2 separate regions of the Zea mays genome follow, and region 1 is linked to region 2. Evidence: chromatin contacts called from public Hi-C data. All regions are on one chromosome and are shown on one strand. The core of a region is the stretch at or near the end of the contact, and the rest is flanking DNA. Distances in the headings are between cores, read along the strand shown. Region 1 holds the start of LOC103639262 (rab3 GTPase-activating protein catalytic subunit). Region 2 holds the start of LOC100279505 (RNA-splicing protein MRS3).

Region 1 (6,346 bases), core at 1,460-3,959, 190 kb before region 2:
AGTGTTAGAAACAGAGAGAAGAAGAAAAGAAAAGAGATGGAAAAAGACTTGGCTGTGTACAGCCAAGACTCAGCTCTGTCTGGCACACCGGACTGTCCGGTGGCGCACCGGACAGTGTCCGGTGCACCAGGCAGACTCGGCGCGAAGTAGCTGCTCTCGGGAATTCGCCGACGGCGTACGGCTATAATTCACCGGACTGTCCGGTGTGCACCGGACTGTCCGGTGTGCACCGGACTGTCCGGTGAGCCAACGGTCGGCCGGGCCAACGGTCGGCCGCGCGATCTGCGCGAGACACGTGGCCGAGCCAACGGTCGGAAGGGGGCACCGGACTGTCCGGTGTGCACCGGACATGTCCGGTGCGCCAACGGCTCCCAGATCTGCAACGGTCGGCAGCGCTGGTTAAGGAAAGAAATCGGGCACCGGACAGTGTCCGGTGTGCACCGGACTGTCCGGTGCACCCGACGACAGAAGGCAAAGATGGCCTTCCAGATTTGCTCTCAACGGCTCCTAGCTGCCTTGGGGCTATAAAAGGGACCCCTAGGCGCATGGAGAAGACACACAAGCAACCTTAGAGCATTCTTGATCATCCACACTCAGTCTTTGCGCATTCGTTTGTCATTCTCAGTGATTCGAGCTCCGTTCTAGTGAGAACTTTGAGATAGTCTTTTGAGCTCGTTTCTTGGCCGTGTGTGTGCGCATTTTGCTGTGGATTTGTGTGTGTTGCTTCCCTCCCTTACTCCGTATTTCTTTGTGAATCTCAAGTGTAAGGGCGAGAGGCTCCAAGTTGTGGAGATTCCTCGCAAACGGGATATTGAAAAGAAAAGCATAACACTGTGGTATTCAAGTTGATCATTGGATCACTTGAGAGGAGTTGAGTGCAACTCTCGTCCGTTGGGACGCCACAACGTGGAGTAGGCAAGCGTTGGTCTTGGCCGAACCACGGGATAAATCACTGTGTCTTCTCTGTGTTGAACTTCTTGTGATTATCATATTGTGCAAGATCTTCGTTCTAGCCACTTGGCATTAACTGTGCTAACGCTTAACAAGTTTTTGTGGCTATAAGTATTGAGTTTTACAGGATCACCTATTCACCCCCCTCTAGGTGCTCTCACCTAGGCGCATGGAGCAGAAAACCAAACAGTCTTTGAACACACTACAACTCTGGATCTTTGTGACCACACTATTGTTTTGCTAGAGAGAGATTTCGGAGCGTTCTTAAGCTATAACTTTGTCATTGTGTTTCGTGCGCTCTCTCTTTTCACTTGTGTGCGTGTTGTTGTTGTGTTGTGCTCTTGTGTGAGTTTTTACTCACATCCTTGCTCCGATTTTGTTTGTAATCAATTGTGTAAGACATGAAAGCTCCAAATTGTGGAGATTCCTCACAACAGGATTTTGGTATAAGGAAGATATTTGTGGCACTCAAGTTTGATCTTTGAATCACTTAAGAGGGGTTAAGTGCAATCCTTGTTCAAAGGAGGTCACCACAACGTGGAGTAGACATTGGTCGAACCATGGTAAAAATCGCTGTGTCACTTGTCCATTTTCTTATTGCGACTACTATCTTCTCGAGCTCTCACCTCTCTTGCAATATTGTTACTAAGTTTAATACTTTTATTAATCGAGTAATCAAGAGAAGAATTTTCTCTCCATCTCTTGTCTCATCCTAACTTGGTTTTAGTTCTCACTAACACTTATTATAAACCAAATTTGTGTTGTTTAAAGTTGATTTTTGCAGGATCACCTATTCACCCCTCTAGGTGCTATCACCGGGTGGGACATGTGCGTCCGGTGTCAAGAACACGACATCGTCCTCCAAGGCCCTCTGGGTGTGTTTGGTTGCAATAACAGGACGGGACGGGATGAGACGATCTCTAAAATAAGGTTGTTTGGTTCAGGGTCAAGGGTTGGGACAGAACTATCACAATGTTATCCCCCAGTTATCCCTCAAAATTGGAGGGACGGGAGAGGATATCAGGGAATGTTCCTGTCCTTGCTGTCCCGCAACCAAACACACCCTAAAATAATAGTCAGTAAAAGTTTAATCAGAATTCGGTAATGATTACAGTATTTAGTTAAGTTGATTTAAAAGGAGAGAATATAGTGGGTGTTTGGTTTGAGGAATCATTCAATCCAAAATGAGGTGGTGCATTATGGATCTATTTCTCAAATTTGGTGGGATGACTCTATTCCTCATGTTAGTACTAACTAACTATGATAAATGATGGTGATGAGTTAACTCATTCCATTATACAAACCAAACAAAATAGGTGAGGAGCGAGAAGATGATAGACTATAACTTATTCTTCAAACCAAACAAAATGTTTGTGGTGACAATGGAGTACTCGTTTAGAATATATGGTGAAGTGCAGCTAGCACATGCTGCATCTGAACGCTAAAATCATCTGTAACCGTTATTAAACCATTTTCCACATTAACGATCCAATCACGGTTAATAGATGAGATTTATAGGGTGTTTGGTTTCTATGGACTAATGTTTAGTCCCTTTGTTTTATTCCTTTTTAGTCTATAAATTGCTAAATATAGAAACTAAAATAAAGTTTTAGTTTCTATATTTGTCAATTTTAGAACTAAAATGGAATAAAATGTAGGGACTAAACATTAGTCCCTAGAAACCAAACACCCCTTTAATCTATACCATCTATTCTTAACAAATAAAAGAAAATCTGTACAGAGCCTTGAATTATACCGGCCCAGCCCTGCATAGGACTACTCCCATCCTGTGAGCCCGCGGCTGTAGAAACTGTCGTGTGTGTGACGAGTTTACCAGCGTACGGTGCCACAATCACCGTCACCAGAAGCACGAACAGAGAACTCGGACCGTCGGTCGACGAGGCATCGGCCATCGACGCAACACTCTCCTCCGCTTCCCTTCTCCTCAGTCGCGGCTCACCCCCTCCCCCTTGCCGATCTAACGGGAACGCGTCTCACAGCTTCCACGCGACTGCACCGTGCCACCCGAGGCTCGCCCCCGCTGAGCCAGCGGAGCGAATCTCCATGGCCTCCACATCCTCCTCCAGGTACGCGAAACATCGTCGGATCGGAGAGGACGATGAGTTGGAGGAGGTTGAGGAGGAGGCCGAAGAGGAGGTATTCGCGCTTTTGCTTCCTTCACGCCTGTGCTCGTAGTTCGGGTTCGATATTTTGGACCAATCGCGTTTGGTTTGGTACTGCCTTTGCGTGATGTGGATTGATATTGGCGTATTGCGCTTTAGTTGCTAGGTTCACAGTTTCAATTGCTGAAGTTTCTGGGCTACTTTGGGAGAAATCAACGGTGTTTTGCTCGCCAAAACCTGCTAGCAATGCATTGGCCTGCAGTTCACGATTCACGAGTGTGTTGGTCACTTGATGTGCTATTTAGGCCCCCTTCGGAACACCGGATTTTTTTCCCGATCCTGTGTTTTTCATTTGAAAAATGAACTGATTCCTGTGAAATTCATATACAATTCTTGATTCCTGTGAAATTCCTATATAGTTTCGTGTGAAATTCCTGCCTTCCAAAGGGGCAGAGTGTTTTGCTTCATAGCATGCATTTGCACGTTTCCTGTAAGAGGCGGAAATACCTGACATTTTTTTCTTTTGGGTTCCTATGTGACAATACTCTGTATGATGATTGATGCTCAATTGCATAATATGTGCCTGTTCATCATGCTACTCGCTTGGTAACTGCAGCTTCCATGCCTTGTTGGGTACCATTTGCCACACTGTTTCGATTGGGAGCATGTAACTTGACATCTTGTAGCTAGTGCTAGTTTTTCTACACTGTTGCTTTATTAGGCTGACTGTGTGCAGCACTGCAGCTCCATGCATTTAAGAAGTCAACATTCTGTTGAGATGGAAAATATGTATTGATTTATTATTTCATTTCTGTCAACAGCTTGAGCGGTTCGATGATTTCACCATTGCTTCGTCATGGGAAAAGTACTGCAAATCTGCAATAATGCTTACAGTGATGCTATCCAAGTTTATTATCCTCATGTTTGGTCAATTTTACTTATGCATAAAGGATTGTTAACAGTTTCTTAACATCTAGGTTTATATCTGAGATAGAGGCTATTTGCCGTCAATGGCTTGCAGATGGCGCAAAGATCTTAATGGTAGAGCTCTGTATGGGGACCTAATATTCATCCTTGTGTGATAATTGATTAATCAGTTAGCTAACATATATTCTTGTAGCAAAAAGGTGCAGAGGGTGTTCCTCCTTTTGAAAACTTATATATGATCAAGCGTGAATTGAAGCATGGGAAAAGAGTCTATTCTATGGAGTACCATTTCATGAAATCTGCAAAAGGTGAGTTTATTTGGTTAAACTATAATACTTTCAGCAAGCTTGTAGAAGGGCAGACCTGGTGATGTAGAAGGGCAGACCATTTCATGAAATCGAAGCAGCCTCTTCACATTTGCGGAGGGAAGACTTGCCTTGGTTTATCCCTTCTCCAGAACCCACTCATGTGGTAGGCTTTGGAACTAGGTCTGCCTTTTTTTACTTTAAGCAAGCTTGTACAGTTGTACGTCATGTTATTTTCCTCCAAATAGCTTTGCTTATTGTTCTTTTTTCTCAATACTCAGTCACTAATATCTATCTGTAGGTCAAAACTCATATTGGGACGATGACACACATAGCATGCAGCTCTCATTTGGAGTTGATGAGTTTTTGGTACTCCCTCCGTTCTTTTTTATTTGTCATGTTTTAGTTCAAAAATAAACTAGCGGACGACAAATATTCAAGAACAGAGGTAGTATTATTTTATTTGTTGCTTTTAGTCCAGTTATACAAGCACCCATTACATGTTTTTTCTGCTGGGTGCATTTGTTTTTTAGGGGAAAACAGCAAGGGAGACCCTTGCTGTGGTGTATATTTATAAATATATATAAACACAAAATAAAATAAAAAATAAAAAACACATTACAAACTTAAAAATTCATGGAGAGAAGAGAGGCTAGCTAAAGGACTGAACGAGGGAGCAGAAAGCATCCTTCTTAGAAGAGTTCAATCTATGAGCTTGAAGAAAAGCCTCAGCAAGATCCTTTCCAAGATGAGAGAGAGGGCATTTTTGCTTCAAAGATGAGTCCGTTGCGTAGCTTCCAGATCTCCCAAGCCCCAATGATCATTAGCTCCATGAAGAAAGGGTGTTGAGTCTGGCGACGCACTCTCTTTAGCATGCCATTGAAATCACAATGAAGCTGCCACTGGATTCCAATCTGAGCCCGCTGGGTGCATTTGTTACTTCAAATATTTGTTTTTTTCTTGTACAGAGTTCTATTTCAGTATAAAGCAATTGCACGTTTGCAGTTTGCCAACCTGAATTACGGTGCAGCAATTTTTTATGTACCTTTCTAAAAAAATTGCCAAGCTCTAATATGTAGTGGAGCACCCAGCACTAAATCTTAATAATTGTGCCCAAGCTAGTTTGCATCATTCAACTCACTAATCGTAGTGTTTTTATGTGCTCACAGATAATTGCTCCGCTGAGTGCCAGTGGTGTGATCCTCGATGATCCAGAATCAACTAAGCTTTTGAGTTCTGTAGCAATTGCTCTTTCTAATTGTGGCAGGTTAGTAAGTTCTAAATATTACCGATTTCTTAACGAGCATTATCACTGTCATTTTACCTAATGATTTTGCATTTAGCAATTGGCCAGCGTTTGTACCAGTTCACGACCCTTCACGGAAAGCCTATATAGGGATTCAAAATCTGGGAACTGTATTTACTCGAAGATTTGAAGCTGACCGAATTGGTAGTCAAGTGCCAATAAGACTCATGCATCTGGAGGGGTTACATGAGCTATTTCTGTCAAAATTTGTGAGTCTGAAAGCTTTTACTGTTTGCTGATGTCTGCGTTCTTCCATAAAATATTATAGTATTTTGCAAAACTAAACAGTTGCCAAAAAGATCAAGATTACCTTTTATTTGTAAGAGAAAAAGATAGCAGTAGCCTACCATTATGCAACACAACATATAGCATTTGAGCTTTGGAATATACCACATACTTCTATTTCTCATTGACTCGTCTCTATTCAGCATGTCGTAACTGTTCTTAATTTGTGCATATTTTAACCTTTGTCTTTCTGTTTTTGACTTTGAAGGTCCTATCCTCGTCAGATTTTCCAGCTAGGGTAAAGGTTCACTTCTCAATGAAGCTTAGCTACAAGACCCCAGAATATGATCATGATAATGAAACTTTAGATTCTGAAGCTACTGAGCCATTGACTGAAAATGAAGTTGTGAACCACCCTAGAAAACTATGGGACGATGATTGCCCTTGGGCAGAGTGGTACTCTGCTGAGGATCCTGTTAAAGGTAACTAAAGTTTTATGACTTTTACAA
Region 2 (5,598 bases), core at 21-2,520:
AGAAATCTTTCTCGATGTACTGTTCGTCTAGCCCTATTTGCCGAGTGCGACACTCGGCAAATACTTTGCCGAGTGTTTTTCGGGCTTTACCGAGTGCTTCAGTCACTCGACAAATACTTTGCCGAGTGTTTTTCGGACTTTACCGAGTGCTTCAGTCACTCAGCAAAGCACTGATTCCGGTAGTGATTTGCGCTGTATTATATAATCAGAAGAGATTATGATTCAAAGCAAACAGCGTCTAAATCACTGTATCCTCGGCGGGGGAACGAGGGGTCGGTCTCCATTGGGATCTCTAGTACAGAGTGTTATTCCAAGATATCACTGGTGTAAGAAAATTTTATACACTTCAGTGCTTTCATATTCCCAGTAGCTGTAATTCGTCTGCGTATGATATTATTAGGCCCTGTTCGGTTGTTCCGGATTGGAGGCCCGGATTAATTCCTAGCCGGATTACTTCTCTAATTTATATAGATTTTGATGAGTTGAAATGAATCCTGGCTCATTCCGGTACAACCGAACGGGCCCTTAGGCAGTGCCCAGTACTTCGATGCTCACTTGGTTAATCGAGAGGCCTAGGATCCGAGTCTCCAAAAACTACCAGGCCGCCGCTGCCCTCCTATTTTTTCCCCTTCCACAGCCACCGTGTTGGAGTAGCATTTTTTTCCTCCCTCGGTCCTGAACCTGGAGGAACATCCGAAGAGTCAGTCTCACGTACCAATGCAGCCTAAGCAAGTTGATAACAGCCCACTGTGTCGTCTCTAATCGTGAAATTGGTGGTCCGTGGATCTGGAACCCTGCAAATTTGGTGCTGTTGACCTGCGATCCTCGTGTTCCACTTGCCTTTCTCGTCGCCCTTTATTTCTTCCAATATCACACGTACAATGGCACTCGCAAATGGGCTTCAACTTTACAAATACTAGAAAACTTGGTTAGCCGCCCAGGTCAAAAGCGCCCAACACAAAACAGAATCAGCCGCCTTTTAAAAAAAACAGAACTAGACCACGACTTCGTCTCTGCACCAGCAGAAACAAAAGCCAACTTCGTCCTCCTTATAAACCAGATGATAATTAGCAGATTTTTCGAATAACTTAAAGTACCAATTGGGCTTACCCATAGCAAATCAAATCAAATCAAGAAATATGGAACTACAAACCCGAGGGATGGCCAGCACGTAACTGTTCAGAAGCCGAAAAACCGGATTGATCGAAACGAGAAGAACTTGGCCCCGTCCCCTCCTCCTGAATGGCGACATCCTCCTCCCCCTCAAATCTCTCCTCTTTATCTCCCCCAGTCCCCCTCCTCCTCGTGCGATTCGCCCCGTGCTCCCCTCTCAAAACCCTAGCCCTACCACAGCCGCCCCTCCATGGCTGCGGATTTCCGCACCCCAGACCGCCTCCTTCCCGCCACGGCTGAGGAGCCGACGACCCCGCAGGGCCGCCCTCCCAGTCCGGTGCTTAGCAGCCCCGCCGTCCCCGACGCTACCCACGATGACCTCCGCTTCTGGCAGTACATGCTCGCCGGCTCCGTCGCCGGCGTCGTCGAGCACACGGCGATGTTCCCCGTCGACACTCTGAAGACGCACATGCAGGCCAGCGCGCCGCCGTGCCGGCCGGCTCTGTCGCTGCGGGCGGCCCTGCGCAACGCCGTGGCCGGCGAGGGCGGCGCCCTCGCCCTTTACCGGGGACTCCCGGCCATGGCGCTCGGCGCGGGCCCCGCTCACGCCGTCTACTTCTCCGTCTACGAGCTCGCCAAGTCGGCCCTCACCGACCGCCTCGGCCCCAACAACCCCGCCGCGCACGCCGCCTCGGGGGTCGTCGCGACCGTGGCCAGCGACGCGGTCTTCACGCCTATGGACACCGTCAAGCAGCGGCTGCAGCTCACCAGCAGCCCCTACACGGGCGTAGGGCACTGCGTCCGCACCGTGCTGCGAGACGAGGGGCCTAGCGCCTTCTTCGTTTCCTACCGGACAACCGTGGTCATGAACGCGCCTTACACCGCCGTCCACTTTGCCACCTACGAGGCGGCCAAGCGGATGCTCGGGGACATTGCCGCCGAGGAGGAGTCCCTCGCCGTACACGCCACTGCTGGGGCCGCAGCCGGGGCGCTTGCCGCGGCGGTCACCACGCCCTTCGATGTTGTCAAGACGCAGCTACAGTGCCAGGTGAAGATCTAGTCTACTTGATTTGTAATCTGATCAAAGCTCTGATTTTTAATGCTCTGCAACAATATTAGAGCTGATCTGAGTGATTTCTGATGGTTTACCCACCAAAAGGGAGGGAACTCTTATAGGATCTAGTTATCCTATTCATCTCTAAGATTATTGGAAACAGTTGTGCGATGAAGTTAGTAGCCTCTTGTCATCTTGTGTTCGTTTGATGTGCTAGTGGTGATTACTGCTCTAAGGATGCCCGGTGGCACTACTGTGGAAGCATAGTGACATAGCAACAAAACTATTTTAGTTCTGCCGCCATTGAACAGTGAGATGTAATTTTGAGAGCCTGTTTGGAATGCAGAAATTTCACAGGAAAAATGTAGTATTTGGGAAGAAGTCCCATGTTTCAAAATGGGATCTGGGCCACATGTCCGTCTAAGGACTAGATTCATGTTGTATCAAGAAGGGCAGACCCATTGCACTGACGGGAGCTGTCTCAGTGAGTAACTAGGTCATGGGTTTGAAGCAGCCTCTCCGAAAACACTTGCCACTTATGTGGGAGTCTCCGGCACTAAAAAAAACTTGGCCACGAAGGGAAAGACTGTCCTCCTGGTATTATATTAAGAAAAGATCGAAACATGGTCCCGATCGAGAAAATCCCCGACCCCCATCACTAGCAGGTCGTCATCGTCCACTCTGCAACGACCCAGCCGGAGGGTGGCGCGTCAGACGTAACCCGAGAGCGGGCGGGGCACGACGATAGGGCTGGAAAAAAGCTCGAAGCTCGCGAGCCGACTCGAGCTCGAAGCGGCTCGCGAGCCGAGCCAGGTTTTTGAGCTCGTTGAGGCAACGAGCCGAGCCGAGCCGCTCTGGCTCATGAGCCGGCTCGCGAGCTGCACAAAAATAATTAACCTACACAATGATGATGGATATTGGATAATTTTATAGATATATGACTCGTTTCTTAGTCTTTAATGATGTATATATAACAATTATAATTTAAATTACTTGTAATGTCATGTGATGATTATTTATTTCATATTTATAGACCATTAATTCACTATATAATGCAATATTAGTTTTCAAGGTGCAGCTCGCGAGCCGAGCCTCTTTTTACAGCTCGGTGAGTAGGCGAGTCGAGTCGAGCTGGAGGTGCTACTTGGAAGCCTTAATCATTACGCTAGAGGCCCTTTTGCAGCCTCCGGCACTAGGTCTATCTTTTTTATTCATGTTGTATCAATTTTGGATATAAGAATTAAGAGAGATCAATGCCAAAGCGATAGGTATAATTGTTTGATGCTATAGAGATGTGACCTGCAAGTTTGTGATGAAAATCAAAGGGGGATTTCCTAGAAACCAACTTTGAAGTTCAAACTTTGGGCCTTCAAATATGTTTGACTAACCTGTCTAGTACTTAACACAACATCAATTTAGAATTCTAGATTGCAGTCTCCACTGATTGTGTGTTCTCTTTCTAGTGTACTCCTTTGTTTTTACCCTGGTGAAATATGTTGTTTGGTTGTCGTATCACTTGCGGCATGTGTTCAAAGAAGTTTAAATGTATGATTGTCTGGCTATGTTTAAGTTAAACATTCTTGTTAATAACCAGTTGTTCTTGTTGACTTATCCGTCTGTGTTTCTCTTTCGGTAGCTTACGCTTTCTACATTGATTCCACCAGCTTCCATGATCTACATTGATTATGCTAGCTTAAACATGATATAAGAAAAAAAAAACAATGGATACACATGAAAAGAACATGAAAACAACCTGGGAAGGCTTTTCCTGTAACATATAGACCACTGTGACTTGCTTGAATATTGTTTTAAATGCTTTTTATTTAATTCTTGAATTGTATACTGAAATCATAGTGTTTCCTATTCTACTGGAACTGGAAGTTATCAAGTGCAAATGCACCATTAAGTGGATCATGAAATGTTTCTTGGTTTGGGTGCTGCAAAATAAATAATTTTCTGACAGATAAAGAATGCTGGTAAAAGACGTGATTTGGTAGTTATCGTTTGCAAGCACTCGTGATTAGCTTCCGCACTAGGATGCAGTGTCCTATGTTTTTGTAGAATGCTATATTTTTAAGAGAAATTTTGAACCTCTAAAAGCTACTTATTTGGGACGGGAGGGAGTACATTCGGTTTTACCTTGGATGGTTTCTATAAGTTTTTTTTTTTGTGAAATGTGAATTCTATCAGCTTGCTTTCAGTTTCATAAAGATAGTAACACTGATTTTGGTGATCAGGGTGTGTGCGGCTGTGAGCGCTTTTCAAGCAGCTCAATAGGCGATGTGTTCAGAGCAATCATAAAGCGAGATGGGTATTCTGGGCTCATGAGGGGATGGAAGCCAAGAATGCTATTCCATGCACCTGCGGCTGCGATATGTTGGTCTACATACGAGGCGTTAAAGTCATCTTTCGGAAGGTTCAATGAAGAAAGGCGGAAATAGTCTGCCTTTCTCTAAGCCCCGTGTATTCCCCCCCCCCCCCCCCCCCCCCCCCCCCCCCCACCCTGAAGTCAATGTACTTCTATACAGAAGCATACAGCATACTCGCTCAGCAGACAGAGAGACGCATCTCCAGGATGCATTTGTTGTGATGTTGTGCCCAAGAACTATCACGAGGAATTGAGATGTGGCACATCAATATGCAATATCTGTCTAACGCCAATCTGTATGTACCATCTTTTCTTGCCAGATAATTTGACGTACTATTTTTTCCAGCCTTGGCCCTTGGGGTGAGGAAATAATAGAAGAGAATACTCCTTTTTCCATGTATTGATCAGAACTACTCAGTGTCAGCAAGCTTATCTGCATTGTTGTATCATTGTATGGCCCCAGATTTTTTTTTAATAACGCAAAGGCTTTGGTTTCGTTGCAACGAAGTTGGTGATGTGTTAGTAACTGCTCATTTGTGTGGCTGGAATGGGCAATAACTAATGGTTTCATAGAAGCTTGGTTTGTTTGGTTTGATTTAATCTGTATCGGTTTCTACTGTATCTATAATGTTTTTTCTCTATGGCACTAGTACGCAGAAGCTCTATAGTAATGGTTGTGAATCTATTTTTACTAGTGTTTTTAGAACAGTCGGTGCTAGGGGTCAGTAAAAATGATTTTTTATAGGCGGTTAACTGAGAACCGTCAGTGAAAATCGATTTCCACTGGGGTTGAGTTAGAAAATCGTCAGTGGAAATTGATTTCTACTATCGATCGACGTAATAAAACCGCTATTGTAAATTATTTTTAGAAACATTAAACGGGTTTTAAAATAGTAAAAAAGTATTTAAGGAGAGGAAGTCCCAAGTCGCGGCATTTTTTTACTTCACCCTCGCGCGTACCCTCTACTATCACTCTGTCTATAGCACGCTTTGTGTATAATTTATAACTTTTTTTCTATATATTATAAACAATTAAGTGTAAATTACTTGTTTGAGACCGTAA

Evidence for each region. Hi-C and Micro-C count contacts between places; a contact is called where the count stands out from the background.
Region 1: a contact with region 2 is called in a Hi-C map of leaf, with 7 times the contacts expected there. The contact joins the promoter of LOC103639262 here to the promoter of LOC100279505 in region 2. A contact is called at or near these places in 2 of 25 Hi-C or Micro-C datasets (both in leaf).

Annotation. Positions count from the first base shown.
Region 1 is chr9:143,369,616-143,375,961 of Zm-B73-REFERENCE-NAM-5.0, reverse strand. It overlaps LOC103639262 (rab3 GTPase-activating protein catalytic subunit), which reads left to right and starts at 2,709. Exons shown (of 21, transcript XM_008662017.4): 1 at 2,709-3,108; 2 at 3,896-3,939; 3 at 4,052-4,115; 4 at 4,195-4,309; 5 at 4,608-4,675; 6 at 5,476-5,573; 7 at 5,650-5,821; 8 at 6,106-6,319. The coding sequence starts at 3,016.
Region 2 is chr9:143,175,467-143,181,064 of Zm-B73-REFERENCE-NAM-5.0, reverse strand. LOC100279505 (RNA-splicing protein MRS3) reads left to right here and starts at 1,270. Exons shown (of 2, transcript NM_001152505.1): 1 at 1,270-2,161; 2 at 4,405-5,031. The coding sequence starts at 1,364. The coding sequence ends at 4,608.